Regions from separate parts of the Mus musculus genome. Here regions 1, 2, 3, 4, 5 and 6 are each linked to region 7. A link is a contact called in public HiCAR-type, capture Hi-C and promoter capture Hi-C data. All regions are on one chromosome and are shown on one strand. The core of a region is the stretch at or near the end of the contact, and the rest is flanking DNA. Distances in the headings are between cores, read along the strand shown.

Region 1 (3,638 bases), core at 1,046-3,545, 600 kb after region 7:
ATGATAGCCCGTGTCCCCTGAGCCTCTCACAGCATGGAAGAAAGGCTCAGTCCAAATTGTTGGGTTTACAGTTTGGAAATAAGTTAATTTTACTCTGCTGTACAATAGAAGATGTGGTGAACATGATCCTGGGCGAATGATGTTTGATCATGAGGCATAACGCTCCAATGGCCATCTATCCCCCATCATCTATCACCTATCAATATCGATCATCTACCTGTCATTTATCTACATCTATAGCCATTACATATACATAGCTGTCATTTAACTATTTAACTACCGGCTATTATTTGTCTATATTTATATATGAGATATTTATATAATCAATCATCTGTTTATAGCTATCAATTTATCTATCATCAGTATATAATATCTCTATATATCTATCATCTGTCTATGCACCAATCATCCATATCTATCAACATATTATCTATGTCATACCTATTCATAGTCATCATCATGATTAAGGGACTTTCATAAATGGGAGATTAGGATCCTGAAAATCCCATGCCTAGACAGACCCCAAGGACAGTCCCTTTCTGTCCTTCCTCCCCGTCTCCCTCTTTCGCTCTTGACTCTCCTGGGAAGCTCCTGTGAATTACATCCACGTTCATCCATGGCGCAAAGGGCAAGAACAGTCTGGAACGTCTGCTCCGTTTTGGAATTATGAGTCCAGGAATGGGTGGCAGCGTTTAAGACAGGAACATGCTCTGAGCCAGACACTTATGTACATTCAGCCATTCCTTCACGCTCCAGTCGATCATTAGTGAGCTGTTGTGAGATATTTATTAGCAGGGTGATAGTGGAGGGAGAAGCCTCCGATCATTTTGCCAAGGAGAAACCTAAGCTGGCCTATTTGTGCCACGCCCACCTTGAGACAGAGAGCGCATGCGCCTATTGTTTCCATGGCCAGCAGGTAGAGACCCTGGACCACCAGCCGTTCCCAAAGCTGGTTGTTATAAGCTGCCTCTGGTCTGTGAACTCAGGGGTCTCTGGTACCTCAGTCCAGCTTCGCTGATGGTGCCCATCAGGCCATCACATCTATTATCTGGGACACGACGACATGAGGAAAGCCCAGTGGTGGGCATCACAGGAGTCATGGAAAGAGAGCAAAGGGGAGTGCCCGAGAGGAAACACAGGAAGCCTGCAGCCTTCCCAGCCCTGCTGGTGATCAAGGGAGGCCATTGCAGAACAGAGCCATAGATCATTCTTGTGAGGGTCACATGAGCTCTGTTCCACTGTTGGCTTAGATAGAATAATAATTATTATTATTTTCTACTTTTAATATTTTCTTTTCTTTTTTTTAAAGATTTATTTTATGTATATGAGTATACTGTGGCTGTCTTCAGACACACCAGAAGAGGGCATCGGATCCTATTACAAATGGTTGTGAGCCGCCATGTGGTTGCTGGGAATTGAACTCGGGACCTCTGGAAGAGCAGTCAGTGCTCTTAACTGCTGAGCCATCTCTCCAGCCCCAGCTTCTTTCTTATTCTGGCATCTTCAGGAAGATTGGCCTCACGTTCAAGATGAAAAGTCACACGACTGACTGTGTAGAAGAGTGGAAACTTCTTTCTTGTATTAGCAATTGTAGGCAGGGCTGGGAATGAGGCTCAGTGCAGCTCAGTAGAGCTCGCCCAGCTCTGGCTTCCATCCCCAGCACTAAAACAAGTGATAGTAGTAAAACTCCTACTGATAACAATCACTGTGCACATTGATTTTTGATATGGGCAATACACAATCGATCTGGACATCTGCATATTGACCCTCAACACAGCTTTAAAAAAAAAAACAAAAACAAAAAAAAAAAACTAAGATACCTCATTAGTTACATGGTGCTTGAGACTGGGTGTCCAGTAGTCCCAGTGTGCTGTGGCAGCTCAGAAGGTCCTCAGAGAACCTCCGGTTCCTAGTCTCCCAGGAAAGCCAGGAAATGCTTGATCTGGTGTCAGCAAAGGAGTTAGGAGCAGACGCGGCAGCAATGGCCAAGTACAAAGGTCAGGTGATCTTTCTCCGCCACGCCCCTTCCACCTACCAGAAGGCACCGCCCACATTCAGGTGGGTCTTCTCACTCGGCCCAGGCAATCCGGACTCTTCTTCAGGTGATCTCCCTATCCCGGTGATTCCAATTTGTGGCAAGTTACCGTTGAAAACAATCTCAAGGGCTGGGGAGATGGCTCAGCCCGCTGTGAGCACTGACGGCTCTTCCAGAGAACCTGGATTCAATTCCTAGCACCCACGTGGTGACTCGCAGAAGTCTGTAAACCCAGCTTTAGGGGAATTGATGCCCTCTTCTAGCTTCCATGGGCACCAGGTACAAACACGGTGCGCATACATGTAGGAAAAACACCCATATACATAAAACAGACAAATCTCCAAATAAAATCAAACCGACCATGATACAAAGGAATATTGCTTAACAGTAGTAATATATGACCATAACATTGTGGTGACAGAGGTTTTGTCCTGTGCAGAAGGTTGGGGTAGAGAAGGTCCCAAAACAGTTAAAGGAGACACTGAGGGAATCAGGATAAATTACAGACTTTAACCCATAATAACATATTGATATTGGTTGTTACATTGTAGTAAATTACTGTACCAATGTAATATATTAGCAACAAAAAAATCATATTTTAAAGCACATTACTCCTAAACATGGTGCAGTAGCAACTGAGAGGAGGCAGGAGCTGGAAGGTCATGGCCACTTTCCTGCCTTCCACCCCTACGCCAGAGCATCAAGACCTTGAAGGGTATGATGGGTATCATCATCTAGAAGATGGATCTAGAAGAAACCAAGAGGCATGCTGGGTGGGTCTTGGGGGTGGGGGTGGGGGTGGGGGTGGGTTCCAGATAGGATTAAGCAATAGGGGAAGACCCTTCGAGTCCCAGAAAAGCTTACCCACTTTTGCTTGCTGGTTGTATGTCAACTCTGTTGATGGCCAGTGCAGTTGCATTCCTTCCCTGACAACTGAACACAGCTGTCCCGGTCCTCCAGTGTGGACTGCACAACAGTGGCTGTCCTGGCATCTCCCCTCCAGGCTTTCACGGACAGATTGGAGCTGCTAAAGCATCTGGCATTGGGCTGAGCAGCAAGCCTACTTCTCTGTGTCCCTAGCATGCACCAGCTGTCCCTGGACTGCCCAGCTAATGCTGTGTAAGCCAATCTAATAAACCCCCTGTAATATAGGTTCATTCTCTCGGTTTTGTACTTCTAAGTAATAAAGTGGGATTCTCTGAGATTCCCCCTAAAGAGACACCTTCCCTGTACCCCAAAAGGGGCTATCTTTAGCTGAATAGAAAAATCTACATGGTTCCCTGGTTTATTACCACTAGATCAAACTTATTTCCACTGTCTAGGGGGCAGGGAGTGGGGGGTCTCCCACTGTACCCGGGCTGATCTGGAACTGCCTCCGCCTCTCAGCGCTGGGGTCACAGGTCTGAGCTGAGCTTCTTTCTCATCACATCTAAAACACACAGGTTTAACCAGGACGATGACATTTCCCCCCAGGGGAAGCATAATTGATTCCTTTGCCACCACAAAAGGAGCCAGTTTTTCATTTATTAAGCGATTCGTGCTGACGTCGCTCGTTGGCTCTGTGTGTGTACGCTCTTGGGAGCTTTCCTTCTAATGAGTTGTG
Region 2 (3,900 bases), core at 1,364-3,863, 800 kb after region 7:
TGATACTAAAAACAATGATAGTAGATGACAGGAAAAAAAAGACTAGATGTTGTCTGTGAGGGGCACAAAAGTTTACTGGCAATGAAAGGCAGCGTCCTTTGAGGCAGTAGAGAGGGCTGAGGAGCCCTGGCAGCATATAAGTGGGGATGGACGGATGGAAGTGCCCTACTCAATTGAGTTTCAAGTTTTTTGTTCAAATCTGGGGTCACCTATTTGGGTGTCAAATTACCTAGCTGGGAGTCACACATCTACACTATACCCCCATGTCAGCCCCTATAGCCAGACATGGGTCCTCTTACAAGAATGATCTCTGGGGTGTTAACAATGAGACCACTCCCTGACTTTGATCTGATGCCAACCTCTCCCTAAGACTAGTGGAGTTTGGTGGTCCCTATGTGGTTAAACCTCTCACTACTGCAGAAAGAAGTGTCGTCCCTGCCTGGTGTCCTACCCACCCCTAAGACTCAAAGCTGGTTGTGCGGACATCAGAGGTGTGCTTTCTGCCCATTTGGCGTTGCTGTGATTCAGGTTGGGGGCTCCTGAAAGACATGTGGATTCGCTCCTCACAAAGTTTCATTCGGTGCAAATGTTTGTGTGAGTGTAGGTCAGAGGTCAACCTTAGGTGTTTTCGCTTAAGACCATGTGAACTTTGTTTTTGGGGGGACCAGGATGGTTCATTAGTCTGGAACTTGCTCCCCAGGGATCTGCCTATATCTACCTCCCAGGAATCACAAGCATGTGCCTCCCTCCGCTTCCTGGTTGCTAGAGACCCTCACACACGCATGGCAAAGTCTTTACCTATGGAACTATCTCCCCAGCCCCTACTTGCTTTAAACCACACCAGTCCGCGAATGCAGACTGACCCCAAATGAGAAACTGGGTGAAAAGAAAACTGGTCACATCTCTCCTTATCAATGACCCTGGCTCCAACATGGCTTGGCTTTTTGATATACTCAGGGCGAGTGACATCCAGTGACATCCAGTCTCCAGCATCTGTTAAGTGCGGACAGGGCGGCTTCCTCTCAGATTTATTTACCTAAGACACTGCCAAAGAGGAACTGCCTGCCTACTCATCACCCGGATCCAAGCACGAACTCCGTCCACGTCTTTATGGAGGTGCATATTTTTCACAATGAAATGCCTCAGCTCCAGGAATATATTTTAAGACTTATATTTTCATCTCCCACCACACCCTTGTTTTTCCTGGCAAAGCCCACAAGAGTTTCAAATGGGATGGGGAGCAGAAGGCAGTGTTGGCGGATAGCTAGCTCTCTGCCTTCACAATTCCCTGGCAGGAAAGTGGGTTCGTGACCACAAGCGTTCTGTAGTAACAAACACTGACGGATACCTGGCCTGAAAAAACCTGATTGAAATCTCATCCTTAACTGGTATTCCCTCCGCCTGGCACAACTTCTCCAACAGAAAAACAACAGCAGCAACAACAACAACAAAACTCTCCTAGCTTCTCCTCCCTGCCTCCACCTAAATGGACGTTCAGAACTCTAGCTGCTACCGATTTTGTCCTCCAAAACAAAGTTGAGTCCCTGAGGTACCAAGTCCATACTCTGGTGGCACAAAGGGCTTCAGGGAAACCATCTCTTGGTAAACCACCAGGTTTCTGAATAGTGCAGACTCCTGGGCCTCAAGAGCAAGGTCAGCCGGGAGCAATTCTAAGTAGTTATTTTCTCTTCCCCCAGTGTCTAGAGCCCAGGCTAGATAATCAGGCTTGCTGGAGGCATCTAAACTTACTCTGTGTTTGGGTGGGAACCGGGGCTCACATGTCAAACCCAAACACACTCTCTCCATTGTAGTCTACCAGGGACGTACCCCAGGGCAGCGGTGCCTGGCAGTCCCACCTTCCCCACTGAGGTCCTTATACTTAACACATGCCGGCCACTGAGTGATCAGGAACTATAGACATTTTTCCTGTTTCACATCAGAAAACTGAGGCTGTACGTCGTACACTCATCCAGGCTCGCTGGTTTCCTCTCTACTGTTCCCACTTTGTCTTTAAAGGTCCCTTCTCCGGGAGATTTCTGAACTCCCCCTCGCCGGCCACTCCGCCCTGGGTGGCCCGTCCCGCCGCACCCACCTCGTCGCCGAAGCGCACCAGCTTCTGGCCCGTGGGCCCGCGCAGGCCAGGGAAGCGCGCCGGGTCCCGCACGTCCCCCGCATCGGCGGCGGCCGCCGGGGCGCGAGGCCCCACCAGGCAGCGGTCGATGATTTCGTCCTGCTGCGCGGGCGGCAGCCGCGCCCACTCGGGCCCGTACTTCTCCCGGATCTTCTCCTTGTCCTGCATGATCTTCCTGGCCATGGGGCTCAGCGATGAGAAGTAGGTGAAGCGCTTCCGCTCCCGGTCGTCCAGCGGCCGGTTCCCGCTCATGACGGCCGAACGCGAGGCCGCGATCGCCGCCGCCATCGACGCCATACCCGGCCCGCGCGTCCCGGTCGGAGCGCCGCCTCCCGGTCCGCCCGCGCCCCGCCCCGGGGCTCCGCCTCCGTCTCCTCCCGGAGCGCCGTCCCTACCCCACCCGCTGAGCCCTCCTCCTCCGCCCCTGGCTGAGCACCGCCCCCAGACCTTCCCGGGACACCCTTCGTACGGGCCGCCTACGCCCCATCTGGTACCGGTCGGGACCACTAATCGTCCCTGAGCCCGGTCGGCACTTGAAGCCCCGCCTCCATCTGGAGCCCCGCCCCCACTGGAGCCCCGCCCCCGAGCTCCTCCTGTTATGGCCCTTCAATTTCTCCTCCATAGGACGCTTTCCGGGACCCTAGGGCATCTCTGGGGCTGCTACAGAGTCCCCCATACAAGCGCCGCCGAGATTGGAGATGACCACAGGGGTTAACTCAGGGCGAAGACCGCCATGGCGCCACGTGGCACTGATGACAAAGGAAACTTCCTCCTGCACGTGCCCAACCTGGCTTTCAATCATCCTCTCTCCTTTGCGCTCTCAGGCATTCATTGCTTTTTCAGGTTTGCGCTCTGTTCGCTGGGCGATCCACCACACTGAGCCGGGGGCTAGGCTAGGGCACTGACCCACCAGTTGTCAACCAGGAGGTTGGATTCCCGCCCGTGGAACTTCTTCTAAGCCTGGCATGGAAGCATCAGCGTGGGATACTAGCACTGTTTTGGCCTAGGCGGGAGACTCACGGCAAATTCAAGGCCAACCTGGGTTATATGGTACCATTATCCCCACAGAAAGAAAGACCCCTGCTAAAAGCATGCAGTGTGAGCGAAGTACCCCCTCTCAGAAGAGCTACACACCAAGGCCTCTTCAAACCCTCAAAGCCCTTGCTTTCTGATGCTTGCCACTGTGAGGCAGCAGTACACACACACACACACACACACACACACACACACACACACAGACACACACACACCAGTCTATTAAATCTCAGGACTCTGTCTTTAAAAATCACTCTTTAAAAAAAAATCCTAAGCAGGAATTAAAGAACTCTAGTCAGCAGCAGACGCTGGTCAGCGTAAGGAGCCTGTATTCCATCAGTTTAAGTGAGGGGACAACCCAAAAGCTTAAACTTCCAAAAATGGCCAAGCTAATCCTGGAATCTCAGAAATCATAAGAACTCCGGGAGGTTTGCTGACTACAAACAAACTGAAGAGGATGGAAAGTTCCCACAGGGAAGCAGATGTATCCCCAAAGGGGTCAGGCTTGCTGCTGAGACCACACGATTAAAGTTTAAGACAGGGCTGTGGGATGTTTGTGGCCCCATCCCACTCCCTGATTTTCACAAGACTAACAGGTCTCAGGTAAGCATGGTGTCCTATTCTGAAAAGCAACTAAATACCAACCGTGGCTTAGTTGTCTCTAAAGTAGCCCTTGTCTAACACTAAAGGCAAGTGCAGAAATAACTTGAATTCCCTGATATAAATGGAATGTC
Region 3 (3,546 bases), core at 530-3,029, 890 kb after region 7:
TAGCAATCCTTGTGAGTTTCCCAGGTGCACCTAGGGCATTTTCCAGGCCTCCTATACTCATAGAACATCCCAGAGTTCCTGCTCCTGAGACCGGTGATCCGGTGATCCGCAGGCTTCCCACAGCTACAGGGCCACCTCCTAACCTCTGGTTCCTGTCAGTCAAGCCTGAGGCTGAGAGGCTCAGGGCACCACTCAGCTCAGCAATCTCAGAGTTCTCTCCCGGTCACTTCCGGCCTTCCCACCTCCCTGACTCCATAGAGAAGTCCCCACTGTATTGGGGGACACGCCCTCTTTCTGTGCTTTGTCCCTTTCTCTGGCACTTGTCACATTCTGTCCCGACATGAATTATATCCCCACCACAGATTTGACCTCTGGCCCTCAAATTAAATAGATCGACACAGACATTCTGCAGAAGGCTCTGGAATGAACGACTATTTTTAAGCGAGATGTGAACTGTCTCGGAAACCTCACCATTCCCCCAGGACAGTAAGTCTCTTGAACAGCTAGCTACCAGACAGACGGAAGAGCCTCGTGATGGTTTTCTGAGAAGGCCTGTCAGGGCCTGTAGCCAAACCCTACCTTTAACATTGTTATCAGGCAGAGTGACAGCAGCTCATTTCCTATAGCTGAGCTCCGGAGCTACCGCCCAAGGCATAATTATAAGGTTCTGTACCTTAGTCATAGCAGGAGGGACCTGGGAAATACCTTCGGGAATGTAGCTGGGCTCCCAAGCCTCCCTAGCATGTTTATAAAGCAGAGCTTCACAACCAAGAGTCACCATGCGCCTTGCGTCTTATGCAAGAAAAAAAAAATACCTCAAACACTTGGGGGGCCAGTCTCTTTATTTCACTCAGCCATTCATGATTAGGCTGTAAACACACTAAGTATGGATTTATCTAAGCAAATGCAATTCGCTAGATGTATTAGGCTCAGGGTAGAAGATCTTAGTCTAGGGGAAAGAACTTGGATGGGTGGGTTGCGTGGGTCTTTCCCTACCTGGCTAGCCACAGGAAGCAACCTGGGAAAGAGCTCCCTGCGGCCCAAATCTCTGCCCTGGCATCACCCTGAATCGTGCGTCCTGGTGCAGGAACACCTACTCCACTTCGCAGGAGGGAGAAAAAAACTAAACCCATTGTTTGTGACCAGACATAAGGACTTCACCCGGCCGAGTACCGCTTCCGCGCCGGTAATCGGATTCCTGGAGGGCGGCCGGGGAGGGGCCCGGCCACCCATCTGTTGTTCACACTGACCCGCAGGCGCACAGGAAGCCTGTTCTCCTGAGACCCGGCAGGCGAACCTCGCCGCGCCCTGACCTGGCCCGGGAGAACCCCAGCATCTGAAGCTGCCCTGCCGGAGGTGATGTGAAGCCGTGGGAAGCCCTAGAGGGGAGTCCGGGCTTTCAGGGACCAAAAGAGAGTGTCCCACGACGGGACTCACGGCGCCTAGTCCTTACCATCTCCTTGCGCAACAGCGCCAGCGCGGCGTCCAGGTTGGGGGGCTTGGTCCGCATCCCGGCCGCCCGCGCCCCGCCGCCGCCCGCGCCCCCTCGGTTCAGCTCGTCCTGGATGCGCGACTTCTGAGCGTACAGCCGCTCCAGGTGCCGCCAGCCACCCGCCGCGCCTCCCGCCGCCGAGTGCAGCAGCCCGCTCAGGCTTTTGGGTAGCGGTGGCAGCCCGTCCACGCGCAGCCCCCGGGCCATGCCGGCGGACCCGGTTCCGCTCATCTCGTTGGGGCGCCGACACACGCGCGCGCAGCTTAGCCTAGGTCCCTGGAACCCGACGGGTCCCCACCCACTTCCCGCCCGCCCGAGTTCCGCCCGCTGCCCGGCCCTTTGGTCTCCGCCCCTCTCGGGACCCGCCCCTCTCCTCGGCTCTGTGCTGCTGCAGTGAGGCGACGCCCTGCAGGGCCCCCTGGCCTCCATCTCGACCTCCACTCATCTGCGCTCCGGACTAGCCCTCGGGGACACCTTAAGTCTTAGCTCTGTGAACCCTACGTGCAAGTCCCCTCCCTTTTTCGCCACACCACCAGCGGGTCTCCACCTCACTGTGTCCCACCTCCAGTCCTGTGCACCCCACCTCCAGCTGGTCACCTCCGCTATTCTCTCAGCCTCACCTCCAGCCTCAGGCCCATCCTACCAGCCATTCTGCACCCCTGGCCCCAGCGGTCTTCCGTCCTCCACTCCAGATGGGCTCTTACTCCCTTCCCTGTCCACGCTTCTGGCTGGATGATTTTGGTCTCTCTGGCTTCACTCTGACCAGCCACTGAAACCACTTTTATCTACCAAGGGGTCCAGTCCCCGCACCGACCCCACCCCGTGCTGCCTGCGCCCTAGCGTGGGCGTGATGATCGCAGGTGCTGGCAGCAGCCAGAACCGCACACAGTACTCATTCACGAGGCCTAGCTTGCCTCCTCTGTGAGCGTCAAGGTTTTCCCCGAACTTCAGCAGCCAAGGAGAGCGCCAGCCACACTTTGCTCACTCTTTTAAAGAAACGAACCAACTTGTCTTTCAGCCCTATCTAAAACAGGGAATAAGGACTCTGCCCCACCTGGTGGAAAGAGAAAACCGTCTCCTGCAAGTAGTGACTCAAACGCTCCATTCATGACATGTGCACACACGCGCGTGTGCACACACTAAAATAAGTAGGTGGAATTTTTTTAAGTGAAATCTCAGGGAGTTAGAGAAAGACGTTGAATCTCGGGACTTCACCAACTTCAGCAAAACTGAGTAAAAGTACACCCTGAAGAGAAGAGAGATGGATCAGGGAGAGAATTCGCCCTTCCAGGAAGACTCAAACCTTAGCAAAAGGTAACCGGCTCAGATTCAAGATGAGGAAACAGAAGTCTGGCCAATAGCAGAGAAACCTAGAGTCAATATCAAGAACTTCGATGCCAATGGCTACTCAGTCTAACTATAAAGGGACTGAATGACTCTGAATTAATCCAGCAGGAACATGTTTCAGGTAGTTCAGATACCTTCTATAAATGTGCCCTCTTGCTTTGGGGGCTTTCTTCTGCTGTGCGTGGAACCCACCCCGAAAATCAATCTGAGAAGTTAGTGTTGAATCCAGCCAGACAGTGAGATCCGAGGGGCACCCAGGAGACCACCTACCTACCTGCCCAGTATTTTCCCAGTAATCCAGTGTCTCACCTTCAGTAATTATCCAGCCACCTTCCCAAACCCTAGGCCATCCTTCATCATCTACCTGTTAAGCAATTGGGGAGTCTGAGATTGTCTGTGTGGGAGGAAGGGAAGAAGGGAGGGGAGGGGAGGAAACAGACCTGCCTTTCACAACCTGGCCTGAATTCTCTTTATCACCTGCCACCTTACCACAGCCTCTCTAGAAGACCTAGCAGAAAGGTCAAGTAAGCTGACGGAGCAACAGGAAGCATTTGAATACATCGGCACTGAAGTCACCTTAAAGTCTCTCCTTGTCAGGGAGACAGAAGCTGAAGGAAAGAGTATGGGACCAGCTAAAAACAGTCTGGGGCCCTTGGTGTGTGTGTGTATACATATATATATTCAGCAAATAACACCCTGAGATGGAT
Region 4 (3,508 bases), core at 204-2,703, 780 kb after region 7:
TAGAGGAAAGCTCAGAAAAAGTCAGTCATAACCCCTTCCCCCATAACTTCATTTTTGTGCCATATTCTCATACATGTTAGGTGTGGCCTTGTCAGGTCTGTAACATGGGTGTCACTTCTTCAGTGCAGCCTGAGCATCATCCAGGTCTTCACAACTTCTGTGTATGTGTGTGTGCATGTGCACATGTGTATATATGTGTGTGTGCATGTGCACATGTGTATATATGTGTGTGTATGTGTATGCATATGTATGTGTGTATGCACGTGTGTGTGTGTGCATGTGCACATGTGTATATATGTGTGTGTATATGTATGCATATGTACGTGTGTATGCACGTGTGTGTGTGTGCATGTGCACATGTGTATATATGTGTGTGTATGTGTATGCATATGTATGTGTGTATGCACGTGTGTGTGTGTATGTGTGTGTGTGTGACGAAACTTCAAGTATGTCCCTCAGAAGCCAGTGTTGTATAGTAAATTCCTCTTAGAAGGAATCTTCTTGAGACTCAGGAAGTAAACAACTCAATAGCTTTAGGAAATCCCTGAAACTGACCAAATTTACTAGGCTCCTCCCTCACAAGCCTATATAAGCAGGGAGGATTGCTGAGAGATGCTATTGAACAAATAAATATGACTCAGACCAATTGAGCTAAATGGGAGATATGTACTGTGCTCCAGGTTCCCAGCTTTGGTGAGCTGTCACTCATGCTGGGGTGGGTTTTTGCAGCTGTCACCAAGTCATTTCTGCTCCTATAAGTGATCCCCCATCCATATTCCTGCAAATCACTCCCAATAAAACACACGGTTCACCAAGTTGGACTTTGGCAGTATCCTTCCTTTGGTCTGCGCTTGGTTCCTTATTTGGGGTGAACAGACCTTTGTTCACATTTCCCCAAGAAAACAGTCTATAATAGCTTTCTTGTTCTTTGATAGGGGTCGCTCTCACTGGTCAGATACTCACTAAGAGGCTAAGCTGGATGGCCTTCAATCCCCAGGTTCTGTCTGTCTCTATGCCGGCAGCACTGGGAAAACAAGCGCTTGTCAGCATGGCAGGCCTCATACTTGCAGGGAGAGAATCTACCGACATCTTCCTGGCCCTGCAACACTACTTTTAGGGGCTGTGGACATGTCATTCGGTAACATTACCTTAAGGGACTGTGACCACATCTCTCCGTAGCGCTACTTTTAGAGGCTGGGATTTTAGTCCAGACCAAGAGACTCCAAGGCCTGGGTGCAGGGCTGAAAATCAGAGGCCACCAAGGACAGAGAGCATGGAAATGGTAGGGTCCTGTCCATCACACGACCTGCATGTATTCATTCATAATCGGTTTCAACTTTACAGGTTTTTGTTTGGTTGCTTTTTGTTTTGTTTTTTGAGACTGGGTCCGATAGCCCAAGGTAGCGTCAAACTCTACGTTGCCAAGGCTTCCCTTGAACTTTGGATCCCTCAGCCTCTACCTCTTGAATCATGAGATTACAGGCATGTGCCAACTCTCTCGGCCTTGGATCATTTCTGGGTATAGCATTCTGAACACCCCCCATATTCCCTAGTAGGACACAAAGACGCTCGGCACAGACAGGCATAACAGTTTCTTTAAGTAAGCAACCTGCTAAAAATAGTGTGGAAGTGGCCCAGGACTCAGGGGTGGGGTTGACTTTGATCTGGAAATTGTGGAGGAAGGCTCACAACCCAAAAGCAGGTTGACACACCCATGCTTTTTTTTTTGCCCCCCCCCCCCCCCACTGAGATCTGGGATCTTTGCTTAGAGGACTGTGGATTGCAAAGCCAAGTGTTGACGGACAGGCGGGCGGGCGGGCAGGCGGGCGGATACTGAGGAGAGAACCAGGACTGGAGTCTGAGGTTGTGCCACTGCCTAAATGACATCTGTTCCCATCATCTTCGGGGTTGGAGTGTGATCAGGTGAACTTGGACGGGGTGTGTTGCCAGGTGGAGGTAACTACCTGCCTTGGGAACTTTGGAGGCAAACACAAGAAAACATGGTGGTGCAAGCCACCTTCAATTCCAGCACTCAGGAGGCAGAGGCAGACACATCTCTCTGTGAATTGGAGGCCAGTCTGGTCTCTGTATGAGTTCCAAGACAGCCAGAGCTACATAACAGAGAGACCTTGTCTCAAAAAAAAAAAAAAAAAAGTAAAGAGAAGAAAAGAGAAAGGGCAGGTACAGTGCACTCAAGAGGTGGAGACAAAAGGATTGAAGTAGGTTTGACACTAATCTGGGCTACATAGAAGTTACCAGGCCAACAAGCCACAGCAACACCCTGTACCCCCCAAAAAAAACAGCAAGAAGGGGGGCACTAGGGAGAGGAGGAGGAAGAGGAGGAGGAGGAAAGGAGAGGAGGAGGAAGGGGAGGAGGGAGAAGAGAAAGGAGGAAGGGGAGGAGGAGGAAGGGGAGGAGGAGGAAGGGATAGGAGGCAGCAGATCCTAACCCATCTGCCCCCTCCCTTTCTCGATCCTTAACTTTGCACATAAAGTGTGACTAGTCTCCTCTAACAAGCCCATCTCCTCCTCCTTGCTCCTCCAAAAGAAGAGAAGGTATTCAAATACTATCTGGTAGCTGGTCAGGAGGAGGGGAAAAGTTGTTCCCTGTCCCTGTCTATGTTGGTTCAGCTGATGAACCAAAGAATGGGCTCCACAAGGTCACGAGTGACCCCAAGTCCCCATTCTGGGGGTTTCCATCATGGCTTGCTGGAAACTGACTCTACAGCTGTCTCTCACAGCTACTGACACAACCGGATAATTCCAGGCTCACAGAAGATGAAGAGGGCAGAGCTTTGGCAGACCCAAGCCCCCTCCCTAGACGCTGTGAAAGCGTATGGAACCCATGGGAAGCATCACAGATTCAGCCCTGGGGGCCAGAGGAAGTGCCCAGAGGTGTACCCATAGCCCAGCTCCCCTATTCCAGGCTCAGTCTGCCCACAGGTCCACGAAGAGGAAACAGGCACTAAATCCCCAGGGTGCTGAGCAAGGTAAGAAAGAACCCAGCTCCTGGTGGAAGGCCTCAGGCTAACTACAACCACACCCACACCTCAACTCCTGACACAGAAGTTAGCTGACTTCACACCACAGACTTGGGGAGAACGGTACAGAAATCTCAGTTGACTGAACACGTGTTAAGTATGTGGCACCATGGGAAACTCTCCACGGAAATGACGTGAGGAACAGATTCACTATTCCTTTCTCATTACAGAAGAGCCACCGTGGCAGCTCACCCGACTTTTCCAGACAGCACTGGTTTTGAAGGCCAGACCAGGCCACTTCCCCCTGGGGCCCACATAGACCAAGGTGAAAACAGGAAGACCATACGTGCCACGGACAAGCTTTTCCAAACATGTCTTCTTCAGGAATGGGAAGGAGGTATGGCCTGCTTTCAGTGCCCAGGCTGCTGAGCCAGCCCTGCTGAAGGACACTATATAGACGATGATTGGGAGGGACAGAGGCCACTAGGTCATGGTCATGGCATGGGCTGCAGGAAGAGAGTCGGGGC
Region 5 (3,640 bases), core at 433-2,932, 860 kb after region 7:
CACTTGCTCTCACTGGAACCATTTTCTCCTCCACCATAGGGGGTGCTGCAGTGTGAGACTGAGCCTGAGCAAGTAAGCTGCACACTGAGACCCAAGCAGGCATCTACCCCTCAGCAACTGGCACCTGAGAATAACGCTGCAGCTCTTTGCCCCAAGTCTAGAGTCTGGCTTGACGTGGGCAGGTAAGAAAGTGACCACGGTATTCCAAAGGTGCCCTCGTGGTGAGGTCAGACCTGTCTGATTTGTGAGACCTGAGAGGTTCTGGATATCTAGAGCAGACCATTGTGTTGGTGGTATGGGGGCTGTAAATACTGATGAGAATAGCCCCTCGGCTATGACACGCTTACTTGCCTGTCCTGAATTTGTCCCCACAGTCTAGGACAGGTGCCTGAGGTAAGCGTCACAGAGTCCAACTTCCATGTAATCGTCCAGGATTGGGACAAACAGAAGAGAGGCATTTCCTACTAAGAGCCTTTGGTGGTTAAGACAAAATCTGTCTGTAAAGTTGAGCATGGAAGCTCACACTTGTAAGCCCAACTTGGAGGGTTTGTAGAGAAGGATCGTGGTAAATGCAAGTTCAAGGCCAGCCTGGGCTCAGAGAGACCCTTTCTCAAAAACAAAACCTCATAGTCAAGTAAACGGAGTCTCCTATTTACAGACAAGTTCACAGACAGGTAACCCCCTGCCCTGAATCAGGAGGTGACATTAACAATGGTCATTCGATTCACTAAGGAATGCTGGCCACATCAGCTGCAACAGTGTTGGGAGGCAAAGCCAAGACACAAAATAAGTCCAAAAGCCATTCCAAGAAGTCAGATGGTGCTCAAAGGAAGTCAGATTGCACTAATCTTGAGACTGCATCTCAGCTAAGAAACTAGGTAGTGTTTGGGTAGGCATATGGTGCTGAACATTGGTGGGATGTTTTAAAAGGCATTATCAGCCAGCTGCTACTAGGTATAGAAGACCCAGACCTTCCCCACGGCAAGTCGGAGGGACACCCACTGAGGGGAAGGGAGAGTGGAGAGGGTACTGATGGGTAAAAACGCCCACTGTACAACTCAAAACAGAAAGAGCATGTGCATTTTGCCCAGAGCCTGACCAATGAATGAGCCTGAGCAGCTGGAATGCACGCAGGAATCAGGCCTGAAGCTCTCTCTCTACCGTTGGGGGTACATCTGAGGAGCACGGGTCAGTGCTCATGTCACCCCGCAAATCCAACCTGCTTGCACCTCTCAAGATTGGATTCCTGAGGTGGGGATCGGGCAAATCACCTACCGGAGCAAGCAGAAAGAAGTCTGACTTCCTGGCCCGTGCACGCCAGCAGGCACCCTCCAGGCAGGTCCTTATCCCCGCCGCCCACCTGAGCCCATCCCCGGTGCCCCCACTTCCCAGATGCTTCCACGCTGGGCAGGGGCGGCCCAGGGAGAGGGCGGCTCGGCCCACTCACCGCACTCCGGGTACTGGTCCGCCCAGTCCCCCGACTGCGGACAGCCGCCGCCCGCCGGGGCCTCCTGCTGCTGCCGGTGCTGAAGCTCCTGCTTCAGCAAGGACAGCGGAGAGTAGTGCTCGGTGGCCCGCGCGCAGGCCAGCGCCCCCAGCAGCAGGAGCAGCGGCCGCACCACCGCAGCACCCAAGCTGCCCGAGCAGCCGCAGCCGCAGCCGGCAGGTGCCATCTTCCCGCACGGCGCAGGCGCGGCCCTGCTCTGCCCGCCGCGGGCAGGTGGGCGCGGCGCGCAGCCGCAGTACCCGCTGGGAGTTGTAGTCCTCGCCCTGTTAGCCTCAAGCACTCATTCAGCGCTTGGACTACAAGTCCCAGTAAGCCCTTGGGTGCCCCTCCCAAGGCCAGTCCAGGCGTCTTCCGCCAGCGGCCGGAAGCAGGAGCCCTAGAGTGGCCATGGGGACCGGCGGGCGTAGGGGGACGCGGTCCGGGAAAGGCACGGAAGGCGCAGCGGCGACTTCTTCCTCTTGCCTGTATCGTTGTATCGAGTGCAACCGAGAGGCTCAGGAGCTGTACCGGGACTACAGCCACGGCGTGCTCAAGATAACCATCTGCGTGAGCGCGCCGGGGGGCGGGGCGCGGCTAGGAAGGCGGATCCGAACTTGCTGTGGTCCGGGGCGAGGCCTGGGAGCTTGAGCACGTGGGGGAGGAGTGGTCCTTGTGATGGTGTGAAAGAGAAAGCAAGGATGTGCTTGAAGACTGCCTAGGCCATAGATGTTCTAAGACTTGTGGCACCCAGGAGTGGTGGCGCATTTCTATGACTCCAGCACTCCACTCGCATGCCAGGCAGGAGGAGAATCACGAGTTGGACTCCAGCCTCGATTGCCGCGAGAGAGAGAGAGAGAGAGAGAGAGAGAGAGTGTGTGTCTCAAGCGAATAAACGAGTGATGGAGAGAGATGTGATTCACTAAGGAAATAGGAATTGTAGCAGGAAGCGTGTCATTCTCTTGTTGATCCTGAGGAGATGGAAGCAGTATTTGAGGTCTGGTACTGTAGAGAGTTCTTAGAAGAAAACTGTGTCTTATCGGGGTACTTGTCAATTTAATAGTAAATAATACAACAATTTAACCGAAATGGAAAGCATTTACCACGGCCGGGGATGTTGCTCGCCATGTAGGGCAGCCTTAGATTCCGGCTCCAGCACCACGCCTGTAATCCCTGCAATTGGGAGATGGAGGCAGGAGGTCCAGAACAGAAAGAGAGGGAGGGAGAGAATGAATGTCTCTCTGTGTGTTTCCTCTTTATACTCTTAAGTGAAGGCAGGAGGAAGCAGTGGAGAGAGTTCTGGTGGGAAAGGACTCACTGATTCATCAGGTCCACTGATGGAGGAAGTCAGCGTGCTCCCTATGTGAGGATGGATGGACACAGGGTAGTAGAAGGAGGTTCTTTGGGTAGAGGTCACTGCCTCTCATTGTAACAGTCTTCAGATGGCAAGATGGCATGCTGTCTTAGCCTTCTAAACTGTCAGGTCCCTGAGGTTAGAGGATTGTGAGTGGCTCCAGGTGATTAGCTTCTTGGAGCCCATGAAGTTCTGGGGAAGGAGAGCTCTTGTCCTGTCGCATCTACAGCACGAACATCTGGCTGATAAGTGATACCGAAGGAATAGGAGGAGTTTTGTGTTTCCTGATGCTGGTCTTTCCCCTCCTGCTTCCAAATTTGTCTGCCTCCTTGTCCTGACATTTGGGATACTGTCCAGAAGTGGGATTTAGCTAGCTTTTAAAAGACAGAGAGGGACTTGCCATTTTAACAGTTTCTCTTGGCACTAATGGTGCATCTCTGGGCTTGGGGGAAGAGATATAACCTCCACATCTGTGCAGAAAAAGGGGATCTGGGAAGAGCCTCCGTCCTGGGCTCGACATCTAAGAGTGCTTGCTCTTAACTCACAGGTAATTGAAAAAATGTTAGCCTCTATGCCTCCATTTTGACAGAGAGATTGACTTTTTTTTTTTTTTTTTTAAGTTTTTCGAGATAGGGTTTCTCTGTGTAGCCCTGGCTGTCCTGGAACTCACTCTGTAGACCAGGCTGGCCTTGAACTCAGAAATCCGCCTGCCTCTGCCTCCCAAGTGCTGGGATTAAAGGCGTGTGCCACCACTGCCCAGCTAGAGATTGACATTTGAGAGGGTAGCACAACTACCAGTTCAC
Region 6 (3,536 bases), core at 981-3,480, 570 kb after region 7:
GTTAAGCAACTGGGCCACACAGAAGGGAGAGAGATTCAGGCAGCGTTTGTGGAGATGTAAAGCAGCAATTGCTGGAGCGCCCCGGATGCTGTAGCTTAGCACGCTGAACCTCTTGGTTGAGCGCTGCAGCAACCGACTTCCTAATAAACACATCCATCTCTCTCCACGCTCCTGGGCTCAAGGATCTTTTCTGACCAACCTGGAAATCAGGAATCTATTTTAAGCTCTGATAAATCACTTTCCTTGGGCTCAACAAGCCATCAACTCTGTCCCTCTCCCCTTTCCCCGTGTTTCCCTTGGGTAGCGGGTACCACAGAGGAAATTCTAAAGTAGATCTAAATTTAAACGAGAGGATCGCTCCTAAAGCAGAAAAGCAACACTGGCCACAAATACCAGCAAATAGCCGCTAATGCCTTTGCCTAAGGAACCTCTGAGTGACTCTCAGGAACAGGCTCAAACTCAGTGGCACTATCAGAAAGGAGGATATGACCCTAATGCCAGTGGCAGGCAATCCTGGACTTCAGGCTGGGAGTGGACAGAGTGAACAGTGGACAGAGGGCTTTGCTTCTGAACATCTTGACTTATACATTACTAAGAAAGAAAGTTCTGGTTAAATCGCTTTTGTGTGTTTACCCTTCTCAATACCAGACCCTTCATCTAAACTAAGCCCAGCACGACATCCCTATTTTGCCCTGTGACCTCAGCTTTGCCGAATTCTCCTCTGTAGACATCTACAGTAGGCATCTTAAGTGCTGCAAGATCAACACAGGATCACAAAGGCTCACAGCACGAAGACTGACAAACCAGGGCACCAGGCTGGTACAATCCCAACATCCAATATGGAAAGCAGCTGTCCAGGGCAGGAGGCCTTTAAGGCACACTGGGAAATGAAGGGTGGCATATAGGAGGACAATTTAGAGTACCATAAACCACAGCCAAATGGTTGGGTTTTAAAATGTACCCACTTAGAACCTTGCATGGTGATGGTAACCCTCCAATCCAGATGCAACTTTGCCCATCCACACCGCAGCCTGGCAAGGTTGCAGAACACTCCCTCCAGGGCTGGGCCAACCTTTCCCATTGCCAGCTCCCTGCAGCTACGTTTCCATACCCAGGCCCTGGAGCCTACCTCCTGTGCACCTGCAATCTTGAGGAACAATAGCTATAGTGTCATGTACACTGCCCAAAGTGTGTGTGTGTGTGTGTGAGTGACACACACACACACACACACAGAGAGAGAGAGAGAGAGAGAGAGAGAGAGAGAGAGAGAGAGAGACTATGCAAAGGGGCACTCCTTGGTGCCCATTCACACTGGTTGTGTGCACTTCACAGAATATATGGTGTAACATCTGGCTGCTAGGAAGCCATGGAGCCTGAACAGCAGCACTGAGGATCATATGGGAAAGCAGTTTCCACATCTCAGAAAGCAGAAGCTGACCAAGCTGCTGCAAAGCAGCACTATTTTAGACTCTGCAGAAGCCAACAGCTGAGGGCTCAGAGTAGCAGGGTGGCTGTGCTCAACTCCAGTCGCCTCCGGATAATCTGAGTCTGGTCTACACACCTTGAAAGTAACTCGGACTAACACTCCCTAACGCAGTGGAATCACCCTTGGCTCCTTCCGGTGCTCAGCTAGAGATCGACTGGCACCACAGGAAGTTTCTCGGGAAAACAGAGAGCAGTGAAGATGCTGATATGCTCTGGCTCTGGGCTCTCTATGTGCTTCAGCTGCGACTGGCCTGACCCCTGACACCTAGATCCTGCGTACTGCAAAGGACTCAGCCTCAGCCGTGCCAGGCGTTTGGATCCCCTCCACCAAAAGAGCCATACTTTACTGACCCCACAGGTGTGACACTGCCAGACGACCGAAAGCCTCTGGCAAAGTGCTGCTGGCTTGGTCTCCACCCACGAGAAACCTGGGACCACCATCCTGTGCAGTAGGACCCTCTCTGTTTAATCCCTGCTCCCCAAACCAGCTGTTTCCAGAAACACACAGGTGCAGGTCGGGTGTGTCTGGAACCAGTCTGGCCCGTGCTCCAGCCTTCAGACCGCGCCCTGTGTGTCCCTGCACCCCAGTGTCCCCGGTCGATCCTCACCACCGGTGTCCTCGAAGCGCGGGGACGGGCGATCCCTCAGCACGGCGCTCCAGCCCCCACCGGTCTCGTCCTCCTCGAGTTCCAAGGGATCCGCGGCGTAGGATGGCGGGGCGGTCCCCGGAGGCGCGGGGCGCTCACGCTCATCGTCCGAGGAGGCGGCCGAGGAGGAGCGTGAGGCTGCGGAGGTGCTGTAAAAGGGGTTCCCGCCGCTGTCCGGGCCCGACTCGCCGAACACGTCGTCCGAGATGTGCAGGCTCTCGTAGCGTGCACGGGCTGCCTCCAGCAGCGCCGGAGCCCTCCTCCGTGAGCCCCCACCGCCCTCGGCCATAGCCCCGGCCGCCGCCCGCGCGCCCACACCCCACAGCGCCTCCCAGCCGCACACGCCGGGCCCGGGACCCCCGCCGCGGCCCGTGGCTCCCCACCAGCGCAGCCCGCAGCACAGCGCGCGCCGCCCCGCGCCCGGCCGGCCCGCCGTCTTGGCCGCTCGGGCCGCGCGCCCGGGATGCGCCTTGGAGCTCGGGCGCCGCTGGCTGCGGCCGCGGCGGGAAGAGACTCAGCCGCTGCCCAGAGCCGCCGCCGCCCCCACCCGCTGCGTCTCCGCCGCGCCCGGCCCCGTCGCGTCCCCGCGCACCCTCCCCGCGGCAACCGCGTTGCGCCGCCGACCTTCCCGGGCGCGAGCCGTGGACCGGGCCCGCCTCCAGCACCTTCAGCTGCTGGCCAATAGAGAGCGCCGGCCTCGCGGGGGCGGGGATAGCAGGTCGCCCTGCCTCCTCGGGGCGTGACGCTAGGGCAGTCAGTCGCGAGGAGCCCCGCCCATAAGCTCATAGCCGCTCGCCGGCGTGGGGAGGGAGGCGGGTCCCGGTGCTCCGTGCTCTTTGGCCCGCCCCTTGCGCAGCCGCGCCCGGCTCCGAGGAGCTGTCCGCCCAGCGGTTCTGAAATTCACTCTGCGGACACGCTCCAGGTGGGCGGCCAGCCGAGGCTGCGCCCAGCACTCCTGTGAATTTCAGGTTGCCCTTCTAGCTTCCCCGAACCTTGCTCTTTTGGGAACCTGGGTCAGACACTAAAACAGTCTCTCCTCCAACAACTGTCATGTAAGGACCGCAACACTGGAATGAGGTGGCTCGTCATTTCTCACAGTCCTTTGATGCTCACATCTTCTGAACTCAAAATTGCTTCCATGAGAACTATCACCACCTGCGCCCTGGTATCACTTGCACAGGCCTAAGACAACGCACATCTGGAAGAGGATTATATGATCAGGAAACAAACAGCTGGTCGCCAGGGTTTCAGAGATCTAACAATGGAGCAGAGTCTGTCTCCTCTCTTCTGGGGGCAAAGCATGAGGCCGGCTGGCCGACCTCCCCTCATCAGAATGTCTTCTCTCCTCCTCCTCCTCTCAAACATAATGCAATAAGTCACATTAATGGTAACTGGGTCATAAAG
Region 7 (3,967 bases), core at 1,392-3,891:
TGTCTGTATTAGGAGAACAGAAATAAAGCCAAGGTAAAACTGGGGGTGGGGTGGGGTGGGGGCAGCCATAAAAGTATATAGAAGTAAATACCAGCCAAGTGTACTACTCAGGAAACTGGGGCGGGAAGATGGCTTAAGCCCAGGAGTTTGAGGCCAACCTGGGCAAAACAGTAAGCCCTGGTCCCAAAAAAAGAATACAAATAAAAAGTGTCTGTTATAATACCAGCTACAGCCGGGCATGGTGGCGCATGCCTTTAATCCCAGCACTTGGGAGGCAGAGGTAGGCAGATTTCTGAGTTCGAGGCCAGCCTGGTCTACAGAGTGAGTTCCAGGACAGCCAGGGCTATACAGAGAAACCCTGTCTCAAAAAATAAAATAAAAAAATAAATAAATAAATAAATAAAATAAAATAAAATAAAAATAATACCAGCCACCCATTCAAGAGACTGAAACAGAGGATCATACATTTGAGGCCAGCCTGGGCTACAGAGGAAATTCAAGATTGTGGCTTAAGAGTGTGGCTTAGTTTTGTTTGAGACCCTGTCTCAAAACAAAAGATACAAAGGGAGCTGGGAATGGGGTTCAGTGGGAGAGCATTTGCCTAGCATACCCAACGTCTTGAATTCAATCTTCAGTACCCCAAAAAGGAAAATGGAAAAAGCAGAGGAGCGGGAAGCAGGTTACCTAACAAGTAGACAGCTGCTGGGGGGAGGGGGAGCACCATGTCATTCGTTTCATGGAGACACAAGATTCCTCATGTGAAAGTCCTTGCACCTGGGCAGTGGTGGCACACACTGAATCTCAGCCCTCAAGAGGCAATGGCAGGTGGACCAGTTCAGGGCCAGCCTAGTGTACACAGTGAGTTCCAGAACTGTCACATCTACACAGAGAAACTCTGAAAAACAAAGACTTGAAAAACAAAACAAAACAAACAAACAAAAACCCTTTCAGTGAAAATAAGGCAAATGTATTTTAGAGCAATGTGAATCAGTGGCTCACCAGTCTAGCATTATAATGCATCTGTCAGGAACATTTCTCACATTGACACTGGCCCGCAGGAGCCAGCAAAAGAGCTGCGGATGGAGAATCCCGAAAGCGGGACACATCTATTTTCCCTAATGCCTACACACCAAAAATTTTAGCAGGAATTTTGCAAATCTTTGGGGAGGGCTCTGTATCTCCATGGAAACCCAAATAATCATGAACTCGGCACGAAGCCCACTAAAGTGCTGTCAGGTTTTCATATGGAACACACAGATAGATAGCAGGTAACCTCTTCAAACCACAGTGGGAAAGGAAAAGCAGGTTTGCTCGTCCCAATAAAAAAAAACCTCACAGTTAGCAAGGGCTCAGTTTTCATATTAATACCTGGGAGACATGCTCACCGCCCCCACCACCTTCTGCCACTTTCCCTAATTTCTAACCACATCACTGAAGCATCAGAATGGTCGTCATAAGCGACCAGATGACACAAGGCGGCCCAGCCATGCAAGAACTGAGAATAGGCAAACATAGTAACCAAGAGCAGGGAAATCCGACCCTTTCAGACTCCGACCATGGATCCCAAGCTCCCATGGCTTTGTTTACAAAACTGAGATTAAAAACAAAGGGCCCATCATATGACTTTGAAGGTCGAATGAGAAAATACATATTCCTAGACCAGTCACTGAGAAATAACTTTTTCACCACTGGACTCTCAGAAGAGTTCAGAGAGGTGGCTGGCAACCATAGTGATCTACAGTTGTACTGAAGTACTGCCCTGAGTCCAGGCAAACCCCAGGGCTCTCTGCTGACAGCCCCACTCCGCAACGGCGGGAAAGTGGCTCACAGCGTATACAAAGAGGGGTTCGTCCACAAACAAACGCATACCATTCTTCAGAGACAGCGAGACCAGGCCTTCAAGGCGTTCACACTGACAACCATGACCCCATTATGACAGCTCGGGCGTTCTTAACTTCAGTCGGTCATCTTTGGAATGAAAAGCTCCTCTCGCCAAACAGGATGCGCAGAAACAAACAGATCCGCCATCTGGTGGATCGAGGGCTCACTGAGCGGGCCACTGCCTGCGACCAAGGACCCCAACCAGGGTCATATGAGTTGGAGGTCATAAAGGGCTCCGCCAAGAGTCACCAAATTAGGGAAACCTGGGGTGGGAAGGTGGAAATGCGGCCCGCACCTTCCCCGCTTAGTTCAGCAAGCGGATTCTGTCAACCCCAATTAAACCAAAACAGGAAGCGCTGAGAACGGAGCAACGCGCTGTGCCCGTACCTGGTAACACTGTGTCCTGCTCCTCCGCGTCCCGCAGCTCCGCGCCGCGCTCCCCCACCGGCTGCTCCTCCTCCCGCGCGGAGGGCGCCGAGGGCTCCCCTAACGCGCCCCTGGGGGCCGGACTGGGTGAAGCCGAGCTGTCCGAGGGGCTGTCCGGGCCCCAGGCGTCCCAGAGCCAGGGCGCGTGCGCTTGCTCCAGCAGCCGGCGGCCCAGGCGGTAGCGCAGCAGCTCGCGGTAGCACGGCGCGTATTCGTCCCAGCGCGGCTCCCGATAGCGCTTCATATACTCGCTCTTCACCCCGCTGCCCGGGGACATGGTGCCGCGCGCCGCCGACTGCCTGCTCCGCGCTGCCGCCTACGGGTGCGACGGACTCAGAGGCGCGGCCCGCCGCGCGGTTCAAACCCGGAGCCCCGCCCGGACTGGAGGGCGGAGGCTGGGGCAAGGAGGGGCGGAGAGGGGGCGGGTCTGTGACGGGTGTTTCTGGGAGAGGGCGTTCCTAGCGGGGGCGGAGTTCCGGGCTGGGAAGGCCCCTAGTTCAGGTAATAGCGGGGGCGGGGTTTCAGGAGGGATTCCAGGCGACGCGACCTATCTAGATGGAATGATAGGTGGTCACCAGGGGTCTGCTCCACTCGGTAGAGGTGGAGACCACCGGACTCAAGGTGACGGGACAGGGGATCTTAGGTCCCCAGACACCCTCCTGGGCGAGGAGTCGGGGACTCTAGGAGCAGCGTCCTTACCTCCTGCCTGTTCTATCCTCCGCTCTCCGGAGGTCAGCTGAGATCGTGGCGCAGCAGCTATAGCGCGAACAGCGTTTCTCCTTGCGCGTCCTCCACCAAGATGTCGCCGATGGAGCGGTGGCTCCGCGGTCCTACAGCAGCCGGAGACGAAGGCGCCGCCCTAGCCTGAAGCCTGCACCTCCCCGCGCGCCCGCCGGGCCCCCGCCCGCTCCTGCGCCCGCGCCTGGGGCGCTGCTGTGAACCCCCAGCTCGTTCGCCCACTCGCTACTGGGGGCCTCGCGAGGAGGCTTCAGCTCTAGATGCAACCTGAGCAACCAACACCTAGCCGAGGACCAAATCCTGTGTCCCGATTCCTTCCTCTTTTCACAACGCCCGGGTTCTCAGGCCTTAGTGATTTTTTTATTGTTGTTGTTAATGATGTTGTTGATGTTGCTATTTTAATACATTTCCCTCCTCTGCCCCCTTTTTGAGACAAATCTCATGTTACCAAGGCTGGTCTAGAACTCATTCCAGAGCCCAAGCTGGTCTTGAACTCCTGATCCTTCTCCGCCAACCTCACAAGTGCTGGAATTAGCAGGTATGAGCCGCCTCACCTGCCCTTGCCTTTTATAACTTACTAGAGGCCAACTTTTGTAAAAATAAATAAATAAAATAAAATAAAGCCTAGGGCCTGCTCAAGGACCTGGTGCAAATGTTTGGCTTGGGCTCTAATGGACAGGGTCGCAGGGTTGTTACTGTTGCAATCCTGCTCTACAGATGGCTTTTGTAAAAGGAAGCATTGATGCAATCGCTGCAGAAAGATTTGAAAGGACAGGCATCCAGGAAGGATCACACTAAAAAAAAAAAGAAAGAAAGAAAAAGAAGGAAGGAAGGAGGAAGGAAGGAAGGAAGGAAGGAAGGAAGGAAGGAAGAAAAAAAAGTAGGTCCCAGCGGGATGTTTCCAGGAAGCAGATCACTTTGG

What was found. Promoter capture Hi-C pulls out the DNA fragments that hold promoters and counts their contacts. HiCAR-type assays count read pairs that join an accessible place to other places. Capture Hi-C pulls out chosen DNA fragments and counts their contacts.
Region 1: a capture Hi-C map of embryonic stem cells shows a contact between it and region 7, with 2.0 times the contacts expected there. The contact joins the promoter of C330016L05Rik here to the promoter of Ccsap in region 7. A contact is called at or near these places in 3 of 39 promoter capture datasets (embryonic stem cells, hippocampal neurons and liver), 1 of 115 datasets of contacts at active chromatin or transcription factors (large pre-B cells) and 1 of 9 other capture datasets (embryonic stem cells).
Region 2: a promoter capture Hi-C map of pre-B cells shows a contact between it and region 7, with 3 times the contacts expected there. The contact joins the promoter of 2310022B05Rik here to the promoter of Ccsap in region 7. A contact is called at or near these places in 3 of 39 promoter capture datasets (embryonic stem cells, liver and pre-B cells) and 1 of 484 Hi-C or Micro-C datasets (embryonic stem cells).
Region 3: a contact with region 7 is called in a promoter capture Hi-C map of liver, with 2.6 times the contacts expected there. The contact joins the promoter of Fam89a here to the promoter of Ccsap in region 7. A contact is called at or near these places in 1 of 39 promoter capture datasets (liver), 1 of 484 Hi-C or Micro-C datasets (embryonic stem cells) and 1 of 9 other capture datasets (embryonic stem cells).
Region 4: a contact with region 7 is called in a HiCAR-type map of kidney, with 4 times the contacts expected there. The contact joins the enhancer-like site here to the promoter of Ccsap in region 7. A contact is called at or near these places in 3 of 39 promoter capture datasets (embryonic stem cells, liver and pre-B cells) and 3 of 115 datasets of contacts at active chromatin or transcription factors (kidney, large pre-B cells and stem cell-derived neural progenitor cells).
Region 5: a contact with region 7 is called in a promoter capture Hi-C map of embryonic stem cells, with 4 times the contacts expected there. The contact joins the promoter of Ttc13 here to the promoter of Ccsap in region 7. A contact is called at or near these places in 4 of 39 promoter capture datasets (embryonic stem cells, liver and pre-B cells).
Region 6: a contact with region 7 is called in a promoter capture Hi-C map of liver, with 5 times the contacts expected there. The contact joins the promoter of Pgbd5 here to the promoter of Ccsap in region 7. A contact is called at or near these places in 11 of 39 promoter capture datasets (the 3T3-L1 cell line, cranial neural crest, embryonic stem cells and 6 more), 6 of 484 Hi-C or Micro-C datasets (embryonic stem cells, liver, olfactory sensory neurons and 1 more), 2 of 115 datasets of contacts at active chromatin or transcription factors (pancreatic cancer cells and stem cell-derived neural progenitor cells) and 2 of 9 other capture datasets (adipose tissue and embryonic stem cells).

The regions. Positions count from the first base shown.
Region 1 is chr8:124,457,805-124,461,442 of GRCm38.p6, forward strand. It overlaps C330016L05Rik (a long non-coding RNA gene), which reads right to left and starts at 2,296. Exons shown (of 3, transcript XR_879349.1): 1 at 1,821-2,296. Gm30209 (a long non-coding RNA gene) reads right to left here. Exons shown (of 3, transcript XR_388195.2): 3 at 2,906-3,039.
Region 2 is chr8:124,660,756-124,664,655 of GRCm38.p6, forward strand. 2310022B05Rik (RIKEN cDNA 2310022B05 gene) reads right to left here and starts at 2,614. Exons shown (of 4, transcript NM_175149.4): 1 at 2,093-2,614. The coding sequence starts at 2,428.
Region 3 is chr8:124,750,087-124,753,632 of GRCm38.p6, forward strand. It overlaps Fam89a (family with sequence similarity 89, member A), which reads right to left and starts at 1,780. Exons shown (of 2, transcript NM_001081120.2): 1 at 1,454-1,780. The coding sequence starts at 1,723.
Region 4 is chr8:124,640,333-124,643,840 of GRCm38.p6, forward strand. The region is part of intron 2 of 2310022B05Rik (RIKEN cDNA 2310022B05 gene); the gene reads right to left. Among named protein-coding and RNA genes, the nearest start is that of 2310022B05Rik, 21 kb to the right of the region's middle. RefSeq lists an enhancer at 2,580-3,508. Within about 2 kb of position 1,454, at least 1 of the 459 cell types and tissues checked has an H3K27ac peak or open chromatin away from gene starts, as enhancers often do. A contact at or near this core is called in kidney, where this site is marked.
Region 5 is chr8:124,720,290-124,723,929 of GRCm38.p6, forward strand. It overlaps Ttc13 (tetratricopeptide repeat domain 13), which reads right to left and starts at 1,683. Exons shown (of 23, transcript NM_001373939.1): 1 at 1,448-1,683. The coding sequence starts at 1,673. Arv1 (ARV1 homolog, fatty acid homeostasis modulator) reads left to right here and starts at 1,877. Exons shown (of 6, transcript NM_001368372.1): 1 at 1,877-2,053. The coding sequence starts at 1,895.
Region 6 is chr8:124,431,706-124,435,241 of GRCm38.p6, forward strand. Pgbd5 (piggyBac transposable element derived 5) reads right to left here and starts at 2,231. Exons shown (of 7, transcript NM_171824.2): 1 at 2,094-2,231.
Region 7 is chr8:123,856,827-123,860,793 of GRCm38.p6, forward strand. It overlaps Ccsap (centriole, cilia and spindle associated protein), which reads right to left and starts at 2,642. Exons shown (of 3, transcript NM_001379289.1): 1 at 2,269-2,642. The coding sequence starts at 2,584. Gm9901 (a long non-coding RNA gene) reads left to right here and starts at 2,629. Exons shown (of 2, transcript XR_388182.4): 1 at 2,629-2,808; 2 at 3,044-3,672.